Regions from separate parts of the Zea mays genome. Here regions 2, 3 and 4 are each linked to region 1. A link is a contact called in public Hi-C data. All regions are on one chromosome and are shown on one strand. The core of a region is the stretch at or near the end of the contact, and the rest is flanking DNA. Distances in the headings are between cores, read along the strand shown. Region 1 holds the start of LOC100382772 (putative calcium-dependent lipid-binding (CaLB domain) family protein). Region 2 holds the start of LOC100193585. Region 3 holds the start of LOC100216725 (Ribosomal protein L12/ ATP-dependent Clp protease adaptor protein ClpS family protein). Region 4 holds the start of LOC100193164 (calcium ion binding protein).

Evidence for each region. Hi-C and Micro-C count contacts between places; a contact is called where the count stands out from the background.
Region 2: a Hi-C map of leaf shows a contact between it and region 1, with 7 times the contacts expected there. The contact joins the promoter of LOC100193585 here to the promoter of LOC100382772 in region 1. A contact is called at or near these places in 3 of 25 Hi-C or Micro-C datasets (ear and leaf).
Region 3: a contact with region 1 is called in a Hi-C map of leaf, with 6 times the contacts expected there. The contact joins the promoter of LOC100216725 here to the promoter of LOC100382772 in region 1. A contact is called at or near these places in 4 of 25 Hi-C or Micro-C datasets (ear, endosperm and leaf).
Region 4: a contact with region 1 is called in a Hi-C map of bundle sheath, with 3 times the contacts expected there. The contact joins the promoter of LOC100193164 here to the promoter of LOC100382772 in region 1. A contact is called at or near these places in 3 of 25 Hi-C or Micro-C datasets (bundle sheath, ear and tassel).

The regions. Positions count from the first base shown.
Region 1 is chr5:121,037,285-121,041,967 of Zm-B73-REFERENCE-NAM-5.0, forward strand. It overlaps LOC100382772 (putative calcium-dependent lipid-binding (CaLB domain) family protein), which reads right to left and starts at 1,673. Exons shown (of 9, transcript NM_001175481.1): 1 at 1,582-1,673; 2 at 1,156-1,235; 3 at 773-857; 4 at 391-466; 5 at 1-158. The coding sequence starts at 1,186.
Region 2 is chr5:121,737,208-121,741,830 of Zm-B73-REFERENCE-NAM-5.0, forward strand. It overlaps LOC100193585, which reads left to right and starts at 2,811. Exons shown (of 1, transcript NM_001138692.1): 1 at 2,811-4,623. The coding sequence starts at 2,930. The coding sequence ends at 3,592.
Region 3 is chr5:120,328,219-120,333,040 of Zm-B73-REFERENCE-NAM-5.0, forward strand. It overlaps LOC100216725 (Ribosomal protein L12/ ATP-dependent Clp protease adaptor protein ClpS family protein), which reads left to right and starts at 1,369. Exons shown (of 1, transcript NM_001143130.1): 1 at 1,369-2,859. The coding sequence starts at 2,017. The coding sequence ends at 2,595. It also overlaps the pseudogene LOC103626825.
Region 4 is chr5:121,826,493-121,830,899 of Zm-B73-REFERENCE-NAM-5.0, forward strand. LOC100193164 (calcium ion binding protein) reads right to left here and starts at 1,703. Exons shown (of 5, transcript NM_001138320.1): 1 at 1,428-1,703; 2 at 779-1,014. The coding sequence starts at 971.

The DNA of each region.
Region 1 (4,683 bases), core at 423-2,922:
AATTTTTCTCGCTCTTCCTGGGTAGAATCTGAATGTGGCTTCTGGTAGCCCTCTGGTATAAAAGCCTCATATATTGCGTTTGCCTGAGAATTCCCACCAACTTCTATCATGGAGTCAACTTCACTGTCAGACCACTTGTCCAGTGTCACTGACAGAACCTGTGTCAGATAAACATTAGGTTCATTATATGTATTAAGGACGATATTACCATGGAGTAATACTGCAGACTAACAAACAATTGCATTTTGCATGTTGTATTGCTACCTGCAAAGATGGTATCATTGCTAGCAGACAGTAATAAACTCTAAAAACAAACAAAAAAAGGAAAGAAAAATAGAAAGAAAGAAACATGTAAGGTAATTTCTGGTTTTAGTGTGTGACTACAAAAACCTTTGAAATATGTGTACCGAGACTTCTATGGACGCCAGAACATTTTACGCAAATGAATACCCCAATATTAGCTGATCTGCAAAGATAAACCTCAGTTATTTGTGTTTCTCCAGCCACAAAAGTTTGAAGCAAAGGCCTATGCATAGTATACAGACCTGGTTATGTTAAAAAGAAAAGAATGGGGAACCAAACAGAGGATTTTCCAAATTATATTGCAAGGTTATGCATGATTTATTATTGCTCTACATGTTCTACTCATATGTCTTCCACAAATGCATTGCCAGCTGCCAGGGCTGATATCCAAATGGGAGAAAAGACAGAAAGTTCAAGCAAACTGAAATTGAGCACATGGTGACCTATTCATGCTCACACAAATACTTACGCCCATTTGGGATCAGATGCACCACAGTCAGCACAAATGTGGTTTTCACTCTTTTGCAACAACTCCTTCAGTTTCGCCATCTTAGCTGGAAGGCAAAGGTGAATGTGAGTTCATAATATAAGCGAAGCTGCTGTGACCTTAATACATAATATAAGTATACTTGATAGAGAAAACTAGTGGCTGTACCATAAATGTAGCAAAAAGTGTCAAAAATTGGAAAGCCTTCAGGGAAAAAATTGCACTTGTGTTTTCGGCAGATCGTGTGTGCATTATCACGAACATATATGTATTTGCTCAAGGTTGCTACAGAATATTCCAGTGCGAGCACCAGGAATTTGTGCCATGCCACTCCGAGGTGGTCACAGAAAGCCATTTACGCATACCTGAGGTCGCAGTGTCACCATGCCCACTCATCTTGGGTGCAAGAAAGCTCGGCCGCAAATGCGTCAAATCGTACTCAATCCTGCCAAATGGATGTTGAGCACGAAAAAAACGTGAATAAAAGAAGCATGTAAATTCCAAAGTTTGAAGAATACCGTTGGGATTACTGAAAGCGGAGAGTACTTGCTTCCAAATTCCTAGCCAACGTGGCCACGCAATGCGTAGATTTTACTGTGAATTGGGACCAAGCGCAGGTGGCAGCCCAATTACTCAGAGAAGAATCGCGAATCGCAAGTCTACACAGCGCCAACTACCCCATGCGATTCAGCATCGGAGAAATCAGGAGCCCAAACGAACGCGATTGATGGGGACGAATGCGCCACAGATCAGGGGTACCCAAATGATGAAAGAAGTGTATAATTGCTTACCGAGAGAGAGCGACTGCCGGATCAGCTCCGACTCCTTTGCCCCTTCCTACGCGATGGGTTCAGGATGCAGCTCTGAGAGCCCGAGATCTTCCTCCGCTCCCTCCGTTCACCTCCCCTTCCCTCCCCTCTGATCACTAGAACTAGAACAGGTGGTCCACGTGGCCTGGTCGGCTGTTCACACGTGCCACAGGAGGCTGACGGTCTGGCCCATGTGCAGGGTTTTTTTATTATTCTCGGGGCAAATTGCAAACTTGCAAGACTACCATTTTCCTGCGAAAACGGACAAAAAATCCGGTTTCATATACGATATTCTGTTTTTATCCATACGTTTTCGTATTTGTGGAAAAAAAAACGATAACGAAACGGGATGTTATCTTATGTATATGTAATTTCGTGGTTTATGATTAAAGAATGTTGATGAAAAAAGTATTGCCTTTGCGCAACATGTTGATCTTTAAAAACATATGTTTTTTTTTGCTAACTTTTAAACTTGTGAAGTTGTTATTTATAGTGTCCTAAACTCTTAATATTGGAGTTTGTTGAGTGATTGCATAATATTGTATATTTCGGACAAAGTTTTCGGTTACTATCCGTTTTTGTTATATATCCATTCGTTTTAATCCGTTTTTGTGTAATCATATATTGCACAACCGTTTTCGTTTCTGGCACCGCTCCCGCTTCCGCTCCCGTTTTCAATAAAAAATATGGTAACATAAATATGAGTGGAGTTTTTCCGATCGTTTTGGTTCAATTCATCCCTAATTGTGACGTTCATGCCCCATCCCACCCCAAAACTTTTCTTTAAACACTGGCGCTAAGAAATCCGAAAGAATTCGGATGTTTGCCACATGACGTAACACCGACATTGGCACTTTGTCAGTAAGTTTATTGCAATTTGATTTTGTGTCTTTGATGCGCGATGACGTGGTTATATAGAGTTTAAGGTCCCTCGCGATGTAACATGAATTCTAAAAGGTTGTATCTGGAGATGCCATTGAGGTCCCGATTTAGAATTAATCTATTAAAAGATAGGAATATAAACGAGTAAACAAGGACATAGAAACATTTTTCATCCCCGTTTTCTATGGGTATTAGTTAAGCTTGCACGTGACGATGTTTTCGTGTAATAGTTAATGATATAAATAAATAATTACTTTGTCAAGAGATCTCTTATTTTACACATATATTCATTTTAATGTACACATAATAATTTTTACATCTAATCTAACAATGTATATAAGTAACAATATTTTACATTAATAACAAAAAACACACGTTCTAATTTTAATTGAAGTGAGGATGAGGATCCCGTCGGCCTCGCGAGGTCGATGATGGAGAATAAAATGTCTCCCACAAGCGTCCATTGAGATCCCCGCTGAGAAATTTCATCCGGGAACGAGAATGAGAAGCTATTCCCCAACAGGGAATTTTACGTTGCCATGCCTAGTTGTATCCAACCCTAATATAACACCCTGAATTTAGGGGTATAAAATTTTTTCTTCAATATCTACCAAATTCAGATGTTACCTCTTGTCTCTCTCTAGACTTCTCCTCCCTTTTTATTAGAATGAGGGATTAACTATTTATTTAATATAGCAAAATCTATGTGAGTCATGAAATGTTGCATCGCGCTGAGCCTAAATTATTTTTTTTGTTTGATGCACATGTTTGAATTATTTGAATTGAACTGGGTTTGAATTTGATTTGAAATCCATAGAGAAAATTAAAAAGAAAAGCATTTGGAAACTTCTAGGAAAATAGGAAAACCGTCTTTGGCCCGTTAAGACCAGCTCCGCCCAGCTGCCCCCCCCCCCGCTCCGCCTGACAGGTGGGTCCCACCAGTCAGCATCAGCCGCGCTCGCACACTCTCTTTCTCTCTCCCTGCCCGGTGGGGCCGACTGTAACACCCTGAATTTGGGGTATAAAATTTCTTTTCTAAAATCCACCAAATTCAGGTGTTACTCTCTCATTTCCTTACTTTCCTTCTTTTTTTTCTAAATAATGAAGAGTTATTTTATTATATATATAAGTTTTAGCGTAGTAAAATAGAATCCTAGAGAAGCTTCGATTGTTGCATTCATGCCATTGCATAGTGTTTGAGTGCAAATTATTATCGTAACAGGTTAAAATATATCGAGGATATTCCCAAGAGTTGTTGGAATCCTCGGAACGTTTCCTCGGGTATTAAATATGAAATTGATTTTTTTTCTAATATTATTTAAATAACTAAAATTTAGCATTTGCGAAAAACTATAAAATTCTGGAAACTCGATAATATATGTATATATTTTCCTCTCATCGAGTCCGTTCTAGATCTCATATCCTTTTCGCGGGATCGTTAAAACATCTCTCCTCGCAAACGTCGTGCTACTCGTGTCTACCCCGTCGTCTATCCTTGGCGTCTACCCTCGGTATGTTACCCTGTCTAATCCTATGTCTATCCTCCATCTAGCTTCGCTTTCGTCTACCGTTGGTACTCCCAGTCGTCGCTTCACACAATTACTCCATCCTTTTTAGTCATCACTTGACAACCGCCTCTCTCGTCTAGTCATGTCGTGATCCGCAGCGAAATTGGCAACCACCTCTCGTGCCCTATTTTTATATATAGGTACCCCTGCCATTGCCTAATCGCTTGTCACTTCGTCCTCAGATCCAAATCAGGTAGCAGCGGTTATTGGTCATCGCGTACGCAGGTGAGTCTCTCGTCCCTCCCTTTGACGTCCTCTCCCCTTTAGCGTGCTGTGTCGTAGGCCCCTGGCCGCGGTCCTCTCGCCCCTCCTCTTCTCCATTGCGCGCAGCGGCCCGGCAGCCCGATGTCCTAGGGCGTGGCGGCCAGTCCCGGCCAGCCCGCCCAGGCCTCAGCGCCCAGAGCGGCCAGCAGCCCCACGCAGCGCCTAGCCCTGGCCGTGGCCAGCCCCCATCACACCGGCTCCCCCTCTTCCCATGGCCGTGCTGCTTCCTTCCCCCTCCCCTTGCTGTTAATTCTATGGAGAAAGATGGATAAAGGAAGAAGAACCCTGCATGTTTAGGGTTTAGGGTATGTTCGTGCGATTGGAAATGAGAGAAGAAAAGTGTCGTGCACATCAGAGAGAAAGAAAAAAA
Region 2 (4,623 bases), core at 1,561-4,060, 700 kb after region 1:
CCGTTATCCCTCCATGACCAGACTCATGCAAATGCATGTTTGCATAATTTCTTTATCCAACACAAGATGTGCATGGGCTTAAAGCTAGGATCTCGAGTCCGTGTTCTCGCTATTTAATCTGTGAGATTTTAGTTGTCATATTTCCATCTTAGACCATGCCCTTGTTCGATTGGCACAAGCTGATGTCCCTTATCCAGTTTACTTGTTCTTAAGGATCGCCATGTTGCTTTATCAACCTAACCCAGGAAAGACATGCCCGATCATTTTCTTGAGTTTGATGCCTTTGGTTTCCTCATATCTATCGAAGGCATATTAACTTAATCTTATGATTGTTTTCCCCTCCGTATCTAATCAGATACTAATCCTTGACCTTGTAATCTCTATGATGGGCATAGAAATATGCTTGGGGTTGAATTAACAGTCTCCCGTCATACTCCCTTCATCAACCAATTTAGGTTATGGCCATGTCTTGTTCATTTCATCAGTCCATGATCTACTTGGCTCTCTACTTGTAATTATTCTTACAGGTGGAGTCTCTTTATATATTGTTACCCTTGCTCAATCCATTTGTGCCACGTAAGATTTCCTATTAATTACGTCTGGCAATGGTGTTATGACTAAAACCGATGGCACCGCGATGAAACCGAGGGCCTCCTGTGGGTGCACACACATGGTTGCACTACTTGGCACGCGCTGGTATCACAGTTAGTAGTCATAATCCATTATGAGACTATATCGATATGTTGTCTCTGCACAAACTATTCTTACCATGTGAGATTCATTATTGGTGCCAGTTCGATAATGGTGTCTCGATTAATGAATTATGGTACCGCCGTGAAACTGAGAGCCCCTTGTGAATGTACACGCAAGGTTATACTGCTTAGCGCATGTTGGTACTGAGGTCTCTAGTCATGATCCATTGTGGAACTACACTGATGTGTGATCTTCCGTGGACTCCTCCCTTGAAACAATTTTTTGTGCTGTTTGCTGAAACAATCAAACAACCTATGCCATCACTATTGGATCAAAAGAGTATATAACTCTGATGTGTTCCTTAAGTAAAGTTCTTACCAATTCAGAAGTCTTCATTAAAAATGGAGATTGATTTTCCCTGCTGCTCAGATGCAGGAATTTGTTCATTCGCTCTCTTATTTAATCCATGTATTCCCTAACCAAGTCAGTTCATCTCGCATGAAGAAATGGATGAACAACTTGACCAAATGGATTTCTACCCAAATGCATGTCCTTTTGCTAGCAAATGTGAACTCTTAACCCTTGGCTTACCGATAGTACTAACAGGACCTGCTCAATGTCAAAGGTAGTTAAACAAGTTGGTTTACTAACTTGTAGCTACATTGTGAACAATGGTTGAGTTTAGAGATCGTTTTGTCGAGTTGTTTAAACTCACTTTTGTACAACCCCTCTTAAGGAAGTGTTTATAAGAATCAAGATTAAGTCAGCCAATAACCACCTAATTATCGCTCTAGTCATGCCTCGATCGCCTCACGTGTGCTTTTCCAGCATGTGTGATCAAGTCGAGCCATGCCTAGTGCTTGATAAAATGGATTAGACACGAAGTCAGCAATTACAGATCCTTTCGCTGGTGATTTTTCGAGTCTATCATTTTCTTGGACTTGGATTCTCTGGCTAACACGAGTTAACTATGATGTTGTTCGACATTCACACTCATCTCGTGTGCTATGAACTTACCGTGACCACTTGTTGGTAAACCTCTTTCTATGTGTTTTACCCGAGAGGTTGCAACTAATTATATTTGGGTAAAGTCGCATATCTACCGCTCGCCCAACAGACTCAGATAGTACAGTGTCATCAGAAAAAGCAAACTGCACACATGGAACCTTATGTGTTCTTCTGGCAGACATCGTCTCTATTGTTGGACATCTCTAAATTAGCTTAAGGCGATATATGTTATGTCCACTAGAGAAACAACATCCTGAGGCACTCGCCTTCGCTCAGGACTGTCTTATGATTATCACTGATATGGACAGGAGTTACATTATTCTCTACTCTTAAAAGTCTTTCGTTCCGAATCTCGGGACGAGATTCTTTTAAGGGGGAGGGTTGTAACACCCCCGGTGTTTATCGTCTGCTCGACCACGAGTGCAGACTTTAACACATAATAGCGGCGAAATTTGTTTTGGTTCAACTAAATCGAATGTCTAATAAATATAGAACCAGATATCGTTGAGTTTGATCCGTCGACATCGGGCAAAAACTCAGCCTTGTAATTTTGCCCCAAGCCAATTTATTTAGAATTCGACGAATAAAGTTTTCAGCGCAAATTATCGAAGCCAAAATCAGTTTAATTCGGTATGTTATTTCTCGCCTAGATCCAAATCTTCAGATATAGCTAACTGGTAAAAATTCATGTGATTCCGAGAGTAATCACCAAATTAGATTCTATTTAAATTTTTGTATCCGATAGTATTTTAATCCAACCCATTTATGTCTCTTTTAAACCCTAATCCTAGAATACATATTTATCTGTGCTAATAAAAGGAAAAAAAAATCATTTTTCCCCTTTCTGCAAGCGCTCGGCTCTTGATATTTTCCCTCAGCCATTCAGCCGATGTACTCGTCTCTCTCTGTTCAGTTACGTGCAGTGGCTCAAATTTTTTTGGAGCAACCATCCTCATCCTCCCACTCTCTGATTTTTCAGTCGTCATCCTCATCTTCCCTTGCGTAGAAAAATCTGGTCGCCACTGTGCTTTGACTTGACAGCTGCTGCTGCTGAGGATTTTTTTTTTTTCTACGTGCGCTCTTATCCTCTCCACGCCACTCAGCGCCTGGGATATTTCCGTCGCCAGCGCTCCGTTCCTGCTCCCGTGCTGCCGCTCCTGCCCTCTTCCATGGCGCGTGCCCCATCTCCCTCCTCGCCCCTGGCCCCTCTGCTCGGAGCTCCCTCGCCATGGCCCTGGTCGACGCTCTGCCGGGCCGTGTCTGCCTTGGCTACCGCGCCCATGCCGAACTCTCTCTCCCTCGCGTCTTCCTTCCCCGCGCGCAGCTCGCCTTAGCTCCTGCTCCTTCAGGCTGGCTGCGCGCCCATCCCTCTGCTCGTTCTTCAGGCCGCCGCCCAGCCGAGATTCTCCCTCATCCCCATGGCGCGCTCCTCCTGGTACCGAGCTCGCCCATGGCCACGGGCTGCAGCTCGCCCCATCTCCCTAGCCCCCACGCGCGCGCAGGCTTCCTGCTCGCTCGGCTTCCCTCCTCTCCCTTCCCATGGCCGAGCTCTTCGCTGTTGTCCGTGCGCGCACGCCTGCTCCTCTGTCCGCCCATGGCCGCTGTTCCTTCCCTGGTTGCGGGCGTGCGGCCGGCGTCGAGTCGTCGGACTCATCCTTCCCTTGCTAGCCCATGGAAGCGTGCCCTGCTCCAACTAGGTCCGACCGTGGAGCTCTTCTCTGGTGCCAAGATGCAGTCTGTCTTTCTCAACTTCGCTCTAGCCGTCGGAGCAGTAGCCATGGCTTTCTGTCCTCGGTTTTGGCCGTCTCCTCTGCCTCCAATCTATGGCGCCATCGCGAGCTCGCCAGCCGCCGTTCTCCTTGCCTCCTCACCGGTCGTTGACCTTGCCTAGGCTATCACATCTTCTCGTGCTGTTGTGCGTTTGCTGATGTTTTAGTCATCGCCCAGCTCGCTGATGGCCAGTTCGTTCGCCTTCGATTAGCCCGCCATGACGCCGACGTCTAGCCCTGGCTCCAGTCTCCTCACCACGGAAGCACAACCGCTGCTCAGTGTGTTGATGCCGTATGTGTGGTGCTGTTGTGGGTTGTCGTCGTTCGTCTCCGCGTCGTGTGTAGCAACGTCGCCGATTCCTCCATGGTGCTTATCGTCGAACTTCGCTTCATCGGTCCAAAGTGCTCGACCACGCCTTGACCATGGACATCGTGCGTCCTCGTCACCACCATGGACACAACTTCTCTTCTGTCATTGTGGACACCCCGCTATCCTCGTGTGCCGGTCACCGTCTCTGAGCCTGATTCCGAGATATCGTGTGCCCTACTCCATCTCCCAGCCGTTCCCCGTGCCGTCGATCTGTGCAGCCTTGACGCGCCATCGTCGCTGATAGTTTGCATCTCCTACGTTGTGCCATCCTTGTTCCCTCTGGTCGCGACAACATCCTATTCCACCAGGTCGTCGGGCGCTACTCTCAACTCGCTATGAGGCTTGCTGGGCTTGCCATGTTTTAAAATGTAGTCAAAAATTTGCTTGCAACTGCGGTCTCGTCGTGTCCGTCGGTCTTCAACTTCAGTGATCACTATCATCTTCAACAACAACGTCGTCGTTGTCTCCTTGGTGCTCGTTGCCAACTCTGCTACCCTGTTCTTATCCGCTACCCGCTGAGTGCGTGATGAATAGTTTGAACTGGAGTTTGTCGTCATTCCTCGTCCTCGCCATGGACGAGTCTGCATCTCCGCATGCCGATGTGCCTAGACCGTCAGTCTCGCCCTTGCTGTTGAAAGCATCACCGACGTCCGCGGATAGGTGTGTAGGTGAGTGTTTGAAATATATGTTGTGATCAACGCCATTTTAGTATTCGTGTGGTGATTTACGTCTTTCCTGTGTTCATGTGTTATTCGTGATAATAAGATCATTGAATAAATTAAT
Region 3 (4,822 bases), core at 119-2,618, 710 kb before region 1:
TCTCTATACACTCTGTTATTATATATGTTGTCTTCTTGGCGCATGTATGAGATGTACCTGGCTTTGTTCCTTAAAGCCGGGTGTGACAGAAGTGGTATCAGAGGAAATGTTGACTATAGGACGAAACCTAGATAGAAATGGACAGACCCTTTCCTACTTACCTTACTCTGACTCATTCTATACTCATCTCATCTTGATCTTGTCTCACCTTTTGTTGTTCTACTCTGATCATTCTTACCTCCTCTATTCTAAGACAAGATGGATTTCACACCTTGGAGTCCTACCACTATGATCTTTTAAGAGATAGGGAACCCAAGACAAAATTTAAAACTGTTTTCTTTATTTAAAAAAATGATTGGTTGATTGTGTTGATGATAAATGCCTGATTTGCTTCTTTGATTGATTGAATTATTATAGATGGACATCTTAGCATGTACCACCATAAGGTATTGAATTAGCTATGGTAGGGAAGATATTAATCTGCTTAGCTAATAAAATCCCCCAAAGTAACCTGATTTGTAAATACCTGCCTTGTCTACTATTCTCTTACCATATGTATCTAACTCAGATGGTCAATACCAGGCGGGGTGGTGGAATTGATTTACCTCCCAATCGACACACTCGGAGGATATTTAGACAACCCCCCACAGGAGAAGAGCAGGTGGTTCAGGAGGAGCCACAAGGCGAGGAGTATGATCTGATCTAGATGGCGTTTCTCAGTTGACATTGGCGCCGACGATCCTTAGTTCGTTTTATATTTATTCTTTTATTTTATAATAAGTCTTCCGCTATGTAATAAATACTCTGATTATTGTGACATTTATCTCTACACACTCTGTTATTATATATGTTGTCTTCTTGGCGCATGTATGAGATGCATCTGGCTTTATCCCTTAAAGCCGGGTGTGACACTCACCGTTTTGATTCGAAGGCCACCTTCATTTTCTCTTAACTGTATACCTGAAACATATTTATTTATACCGAACTAAGACGAGTTGAGAACCTTCGGCAAAGCAGATCCCAACAATTGACTTAGTCCGGTGTCCCGTTCTAGTACTCCCGTCCTAGTATTTGGTTTGTTTGAAGTTTATTCCGTACTCATACTTTCATACATTAATGACTCGAACTAATTACCCGTAAAGATATTATTACAAGAAAAAGAGAAACGGTTTATAGCAAAAAACAAAAAAAGAGGGCAGAAAACAGGCCGATACTTTCCCATGAGTGCTCCTATCAGTAGGAGTAGGCCCGTTGGTTCTCGCTGGGCCTACTGGGCTGGCTGATCGAGCCGGTCTAACTACCTCTCCCGTTCACCTCCCACTGCCGTTTACCTCACGCTCTCTCGTGGTCGTTGCTTCCTGGCGGCGGCGCCGCCCTCTTCGTCGGGCCATTCACCGGCGACGAGCATTCATCTGGTACTCCCTTCCCGTATCTTCACCTTCATAGCTGTGCGAAATGGACTACCCCAAACCCTAAATGTTAAGCTATGAGTATCCAGATCTGACGCAGTTACATGCATATGTATTATAATTGTACACACAAACTTCGTTTTTTTCGCAAAAAAAGGATTTATCGCATGCACATCATATGTCCACCGATGTCCTGTACTGGATCCTCCCCTGCATTTGAATAGGTGACCTTGAGCTCTCTCCTGAATATCGGTGTGCTCCCACGCAGAACACAGAAACTGGGAGACTGAAAAGTGGGTGGGGGGTTCGTATGAAAGGGACACATTTCTGGCACAAGTTATTATGTTTTCTATTTGTGTAAATGGGATACCTTAAAAACTTGTAAAATGGCCACTCTAATCCCGAATGGCACCTACTGCCTTTGTAAATCTATGTACTCGATCCCATTTAAACTATCATGTATCCATGTTTATGATGCTTATTGTATCAGCGTGCTTCATTCAGAGTGGACTGTGAAAGTTTTTCATCAAGTCTCATTTAGTACTGATTGATACTAGTTTGTTATGTTTCAGGAGGAGAGCATCACACTCATCTAACTGATATTAGGATGAGTCTATGTACAATAGCACGCCGACTATGTCTTTCAAAACCATCCTCTGTGAATCGTCTTTCAGTAATTTGGGCTCATCTATACAGCACCGAGGCTGCAAAGGACACGGGTGCTAAGAAGTACAAGTACCCTGATGTATACGACCCATACGGGCCTATGTCGCTACCGTCAGAGAAAGTTGTGGATCTAGCTGACCGCATCGCTGCTCTCCCTCCTGAGGAGATCAAACAGATTGCTCCAGCCCTTCTATTCAGACTGAACCAAGAGCCGCCACAGGCTATCTCCGGCCAGGGTTTCAGTTTTGGTGCTCAGGGTGGTGCGGGGGTCGGTGCCGGAAAGGCTGAGGAAAAGAAAGCTGAGAAGACAGTCTTCGATGTCAAGTTGGAGAAATTCGATGCTGCTGCAAAGATCAAGATTATCAAGGAGATCAGGACCTTTACGGATTTGGGGCTGAAGGAGGCAAAGGAGCTAGTGGAGAAGGCCCCAGTCATTCTGAAGCAATCGCTCACAAAGGACGAAGCAGAAGCAATCATAGGGAAGATAAAGGCAGCTGGCGGTGTTGCTGTCATGGAGTGAACGAAGGGATGACCATCTCGACACAACACACTTTTATTTCCTATTTTTGTTGCCATGATCAAGCATTTGAATTGCACATTGCAGTGCCTTTATGCTGATGGAGAAAATAGTTTACATCTACGTTGGTAACCAAGGCGAGAGGGAAACTAGAGATTTAGTTGCTATGATGATATTCATGACTTGTTCTAGAATAAGCAGTTCTTTGGGCTCTACACAACTTATTTGGTGGAGTGAATGGATGTTGCCATCAGGGCCAATACCATGAATCTGATGTTCTTGTTGTATCCTCTATGAGTTATGAACACTTCGCAGTTGCTTAGGTACCCTGATATATTCTCTATGTCAGTTACATTGCAGTGTAAAAAAAGTTCTGTTGTTGTAGATCTGGTATGGTTGGATTTAGTTTCCAGTAACAAAAACTTTGATTCAGTTGAAGTGTTCCTCATTACAAATTTGTAAAGCTGGATAAGCATTCGATGTCATTCATATCAACATACCAGTGGCGCAAGGACAACATCATTGCCTTGCCCTTCAAATTTGAACCCTATCCTGCATGTGACTCCCTCATTCCATCCTCCGTGCTTGGAGGAAGAAGCAAAAGTCAGTCCCGTCATCCTCGATGCTATTCCCTCCACTGTCCTCTTTTATCTCCGGCGGCGCACCAGGCTTGAAGACAAAGACTGCCTGCGCACCTGGTCCGGCGAAGAGCCAGTCGTGAACGTCCCAGATCACCTGCACCGGCGCCTGGTCGACGAGCAGCGTCTCGTTGCCCCGGAACTTCCACTGCAGGCTCTTGACGTGCAGCAGCACGAAGCCGTCCACCGTGATCCACATTTCGGGATACCTGCTGGAGCCCGCGGCGGCGAGCGTGCAGTCGATGACGATCTCGTGCTCCTTGCTCCTCTTGGCGACGAGCCGCGCGCGCGCCGCGAAGCTGCGGCCGCCGAACACGCTCTCCCGGCGGCACACCAGCACGGCGTCCTCCAGCGACGCGCGCGACTTGGTCCGTTTGCACGCGTCCTTCATGCCGTCGCCGAGCAGGAGGACGACTTCGTCGTTGCTCACCAGAGCGATGTAGTAGCCACCGGCGGGCTCCGCGCCGCTGCCCGCCGCGAACTTGGCCGAGCGCAGGTCCCAGAACATGTCGACGTGGTCGCCGCCGCCCACGTCGAGCGCCTTGCCGCCCTTCTTGCTCCAGAACGGCCAAGGCTTCAGCTCCACCTTGTGGGTGACCGGCACGTCGCCGTCGATGGAGATGGTGAAGGATTGGTTGATGAGGCTCCTGCTCCAGGTGGCAGTGACGAGGCGCTGTTGATCTTGGCGAGGAACACGGAAACAGTGGAGCACTGCGCCGCGGCCGCCGCCGAGGACGGCGCCCCGGCCCTGCCGGTGGCGGAGTCGTCGCAGGACGTCGCGGCGTTGCTGCACCCGACGCGCTCCTCCATGGCTCGCAGGATTTGGATCTCTTGTGCATGATCAAAAATCAACCACTCAAAATAATATATATATATATATATATATATATATATATATATAGGAACAAGATCAGCCGCATTGGCATGCAGCGTTCGGCCCACGTTCGTCGTTGCGGTTGCGTTCGTCAAGCACAAGAGCTAGGCTCCTCCATTCTCGCTCGTCATGGGCCGCATGCGTGGCCACCAACGGCATGAATGAATGGGCAATTAGAAAACAATAAGGCCCCGTTTGTTTCATTGGAATTGAATTTCTTTTTAATAATTATAATTTAAGCAAAACTAATTAAGTTTATATATTTATATATGTAATATATTTGTATATTATCTTAAATCATATGAGAGAGATAGTTATATATTACATTAATATTATAACGAAGCAAGAGAAGAGTGTGCTATAAGTGGTAAATCGGAAAAATAGCATGTAAATCTATAGAATCAGTTTCCATCTCTCACCCCATGAATTTGAGATAGGCTTATGTGATAACTTTGGAAAGTGGTGGAATTTCACATTCTAAAAAAATAGTCTATTCCAATAATAAGATTCCAATTCCTTAAAATGAAAGGAAACAAACGGGGCCTAAATGAAACGAAGGAGATGAAATGAATCTAGAATCAAGAAGAGAAAAAAATTGCTGGACAATTCGACGTGTTGAACATACATTTGTTGAGTGCTGTAAATGACCGCGCGGACGGTCCGGCTTTGAGGCCGGAAGGTCCGCGGTCCGAATGGTCCGTGGTGGTTGTATGGACGG
Region 4 (4,407 bases), core at 453-2,952, 790 kb after region 1:
AGCCTGAGCGAGACGAAAGGTGATTATGACGAAGGATAAGGTGATCACGAAGCTGTGCGCAGAAAAGCTTCGGCATGACAGCAGAGAAGGGGAACCGACTTAAAGATAAAAAGGCAAATTAGACCTCGAAGAATTACTATAGAGTTATTGATAAATGTAAAGGGCATGAATGTAATTCTACATGGGCTGCGTCCCTTGCCTATAAATAGATGAACAGTACCCCCGTACTGTTCACGCTGACTTGGCATTCGCTTTTTACATCACGCCTGTACCCTTACTTTCCGTCAAACCGAAGATACATTTATAATTTGTTATTCTAGATATGGTAATGCAAATAAAAATAAGTTGATGATAATGTTTATATTATTTTTCGTATTTCGTATATGAATTCTTCCTTATCATTTATTGTGCTTACGAAGGTTTTTTCCTTCACAACCTTCGTCCGGAATTCATTATATCCGAAGGGACATAATGTCTTGAAGGACGAAGGACTTTAATATTTAACACTTTTTATGTTGCCTTGTTCTTAACTCTTAGCATTTGAGAACAAGTCCCCAACAGTTAGTTTTATCCAGTAGTTATACATCAGATGAAGTAAAAATAAACTATAATTCAAAAACAATATTGTAGAATAAAGACTACCCAAAGTTCATAACTTGTTCAGGGCTACCTCTAAATAAATTTACATATTTCAACTATACATCAAGTTTTATGTGAAGTTTTGACATTTAAATGCACGGTACCATAGTGTTGGTTCAGATAAAGGGGTAAAGCTCACCAAATTCCTGGAAGATAGTCCTGCAGTTTCTCAAACTCTCGTCGATTTTAGGAAATTTCATGATGACACTATTGAATGATTTCACAGAGGTTCCTTTTAATGCCCTCTGTTGCATAGCGTCAACCATCTTTTTCTCTAACTTCGATGCTGGTGAGCTGTGCCTAGGCGAGTCCCCACTAATTATACCTCCCATTTCGGCAATTTTGACGATCTTGTATGGTGCAAAACCTCCTTGCCTGGAGACATAAATAATATTCATGGTGAGAAATTACAAATTAGCAATATCCACTGTAGCCTAGATTTGAGATGAATCTAGTACGGCCACAATGAAAGGCAGTGACCTCAAAAACCATAAAAGACAGTTTGAGACATGATTTATATAAGAGATGAAATAAAGACACCTAAGAATCATGGTGCTAAGAACAAGATCTTGTCCTTATAAATGTAACAAGTTATTTACATAGTAAATCTAACCTATATCAATCAAATTCAGTCGAAAACAGGTAACGATGGAAGCACCATGCATTAAAAATGGGTAACGATTAACCAGCAGATCAGAAAGATCATTAGAAAGGAACTTGAGAATTCAGGTGCCCACAGCAGCGAAAACATCAATATTCCACGGCACAAAATGAACGGATCTCCTTACCGAGGACAAATCCAACTCCGGATGGATCACCGGCACTCACTCCACCAGCAGGGTCGAGTGGCGATCGACGGGGGACGCAACACCTGGGGGCAGGGGGCTGGACCGGGAAGGCAGGCGCGTGTTGCGCATGCGGTGGGACGTGAGAGGGGAGGAGGAGAGGCTACGCTCGCGGGGATCTGGTGGTGGAGTGGATGGGATGGGAATGCGGATGGGATCGAGAGGAGAAGCAGATGCGTGTTCGGCGCCGAGGGCCGTGGGCAGCCTACGACTACTGCGAGAGCAGGCGCCCGGTGAAACGCATGCGCGCGGCGCGCGAAACGCCCGCGGCGCGCCAACTCCATCCAACACGCGTTCCTCCTGCTGCTGATGTCAGCATTGCACAAATATTCCAAAATTTTCTTTTAAACTTTATTAGGTTGTGGCCAGCACACCATGTACAATATTTTGCACTGTACTATTTATAAAATACAATTTAAAATAGAAGATAAGATATACAAGGCTAGCACAAACAACATTAGCGAGCACCCACTAGCGAGCATCCTAGTCTCAAAATAGTATAAGGCATGGAGGTATTTTAAATTTTAAACATTATTATATGTTGATCAACAAATGCTCTAATTATCTATATCTCTACTCTCTACTAGGCATGGAGGTATTTTAAATTTTAAACATTATTATATGTTGATCAACAAATGCTCTAATTATCTATATCTCTACTCTCTACTATACTTAAAACACCAGTTTAGCAGTGCAAGAGGTGGGGTTTGAACTCACACCGTGAAGCAAGAAGGGTGGGAGACACTAGACAAATCTGTCGAACCAGTAGAACATCATGCTCAAATGTTTATAATATTGAATATAAGTTGTAAATATGTATATGTGATTTTTTGTAAAATAAAAAAAAATAATCGTGTCGGGTCGGATCAGCACTACGGCCTGAGGCTACGGCCCAAGCACCGCACGACGCTCGTGCCGGGTTGGCCTAGGCACTATATATTAAATGGGTCATGCCTCGGGCCGGCTCGCCAGACACGACATATTTGGCCATCTATACCTCCGCACGATAATGATGGTCCTCGCCTCAGTTGCCACTACCTCGTTCGCCATTCTACTTCTTTTCTCTCTCCCCTCATGCCTCCACCTCTGCGCCACCCCATTCTCGGCCGAGGGCGCAGGAGCATGCGCCTCCTACCCGTATTCGTCCGACACCAGCCTCGACACCGATTCGCGCAGTGGCTATTGCACGTCCACGAGGATGTTTCACATCATGCGTGCACCATCATTTTCGCCGTCGTCGGACATCCCGTTCGTGTTCCCGGCCTTCGCTCTGTTCTTCCTCCCCAACCTACTGCCCCCGCCCACGGTCACAGCCGTGAGCCGACCGACACTCGTTGACGCGGGTATGACGCGAGTCGGTCATGCTCCTAGCCTTTCTCCGTGCGTGCCGTCGAGGAGGACATGGTGGCGCCTGCTACGCTTAGGTTATCTTGGCGATGAGGAGTCCAGGTCTGAGATATTGGACAACCAAGGCCCATAGCGTGGCATAGGTTATCTTGGCGATGAGGAGTCCAGGTCTGAGATATTGGACAACCAAGGTCCATAGCGTGGCAGGAGTCGGCATATGCTACGGAGTTGGTGGGGGTGTTGTGTCGCTTCGGCGGGTCCAGTGATGGAAGACACTCGCATTCTCTCACCCTTCTCGGATTGACGCCTGGTGCGGAGACAATCAATAAAAAACCTTAAGATCTTTTTGGTGGATAATTTACGTGGATATTGTTGTAAGCCGTCGCAAAGCACAGGTAACCAACTAGTCTAAGATAAAACTAACATTAAAGTGAAAGTGCCACGCCACTGTAGCAAAATTATAAATTCTTCATACTATATGTGATAAATATTAGTCAATTTACTAACAGAAGATTTGGGCACCCTGGTGCCAATGCACCAAGGAAACATAACATGACGTCGGCTCTCATCTTTTGAAACGTTTTTTTTCTGACAGGCCATCGTATGAAAAGTTGATACTACATGAGGTTACTTTATTTTATTAATTAGAAAATTTTCTAATGATAAATTTTTTATCAATAATTATATATTAGTAGACAACGTGTATTTGTGCTATAAAGGGACAAAAAAGTTTTGTTGCAAGGTGCTCGTGCTAATGATAATAAAATAACTATTTTTATCGAACTTAGTTGGGCTTGACCTGACCTTAAATTAGAAAAAAAATTAATACCCATAATCAATGTGTTGGCGCGCACCAAACACTAGGAGTGTACAGTCTAACAGTGCCCTCTACGACGGTAATGAATGGGTCGCGACCTCACCTGCAGGAACGACTTCTTTTCTACATCGCTCCAGACGGCCTGCGCTCTGGGCTGGACAGTCCGTAATGGCGCAGGGTCGTATTTTTCCTCGCAGAAACATAGATCTAGTCCCCTGGGAAAGAGATCTTAGGGTGTCTTAAGTCAGCAAATCACCCGCAACGTCCCCAGATGACGTAGAGTTGCCTAGGAATTATAAAATCAAGTCGATAAAGTGAGTCTTTCCTCTTGGGAGGGGTATGATCTTAAGTTCGTCTTGGGGTCGGCAGGGCCCACAAGACAGATCTAGATGACGTAGAGTCGGATAGGGATGGAGAGGATATGTGGAAAGTTATAACTAAAGTTATGCTATATCTAGTCCCACGACAGGAATGATAAAGGACTGATAAAGAAAGCAATACATTGGTTCGATTGGAATGTGTTCGGGGTTTCTCAATCGACCGTACCCCTTTATATTTGTAAGTTAGGATAACCACACATGGGAGGCTTATACGCGCCGGCCCGTCCTCCCGCGCGGCCAACCTTCTCGTACGGGAGTCTTGGACCTTCCTTTTATAGGCGTAAGGAGAGGGCCCAGGTGTACAATGGGGGATGTAGCAGTATGCTAACGTGTCTAGCAGAGAGGAGCTAGAGCCCTAAGTACATGCCGTCGTGGCAGC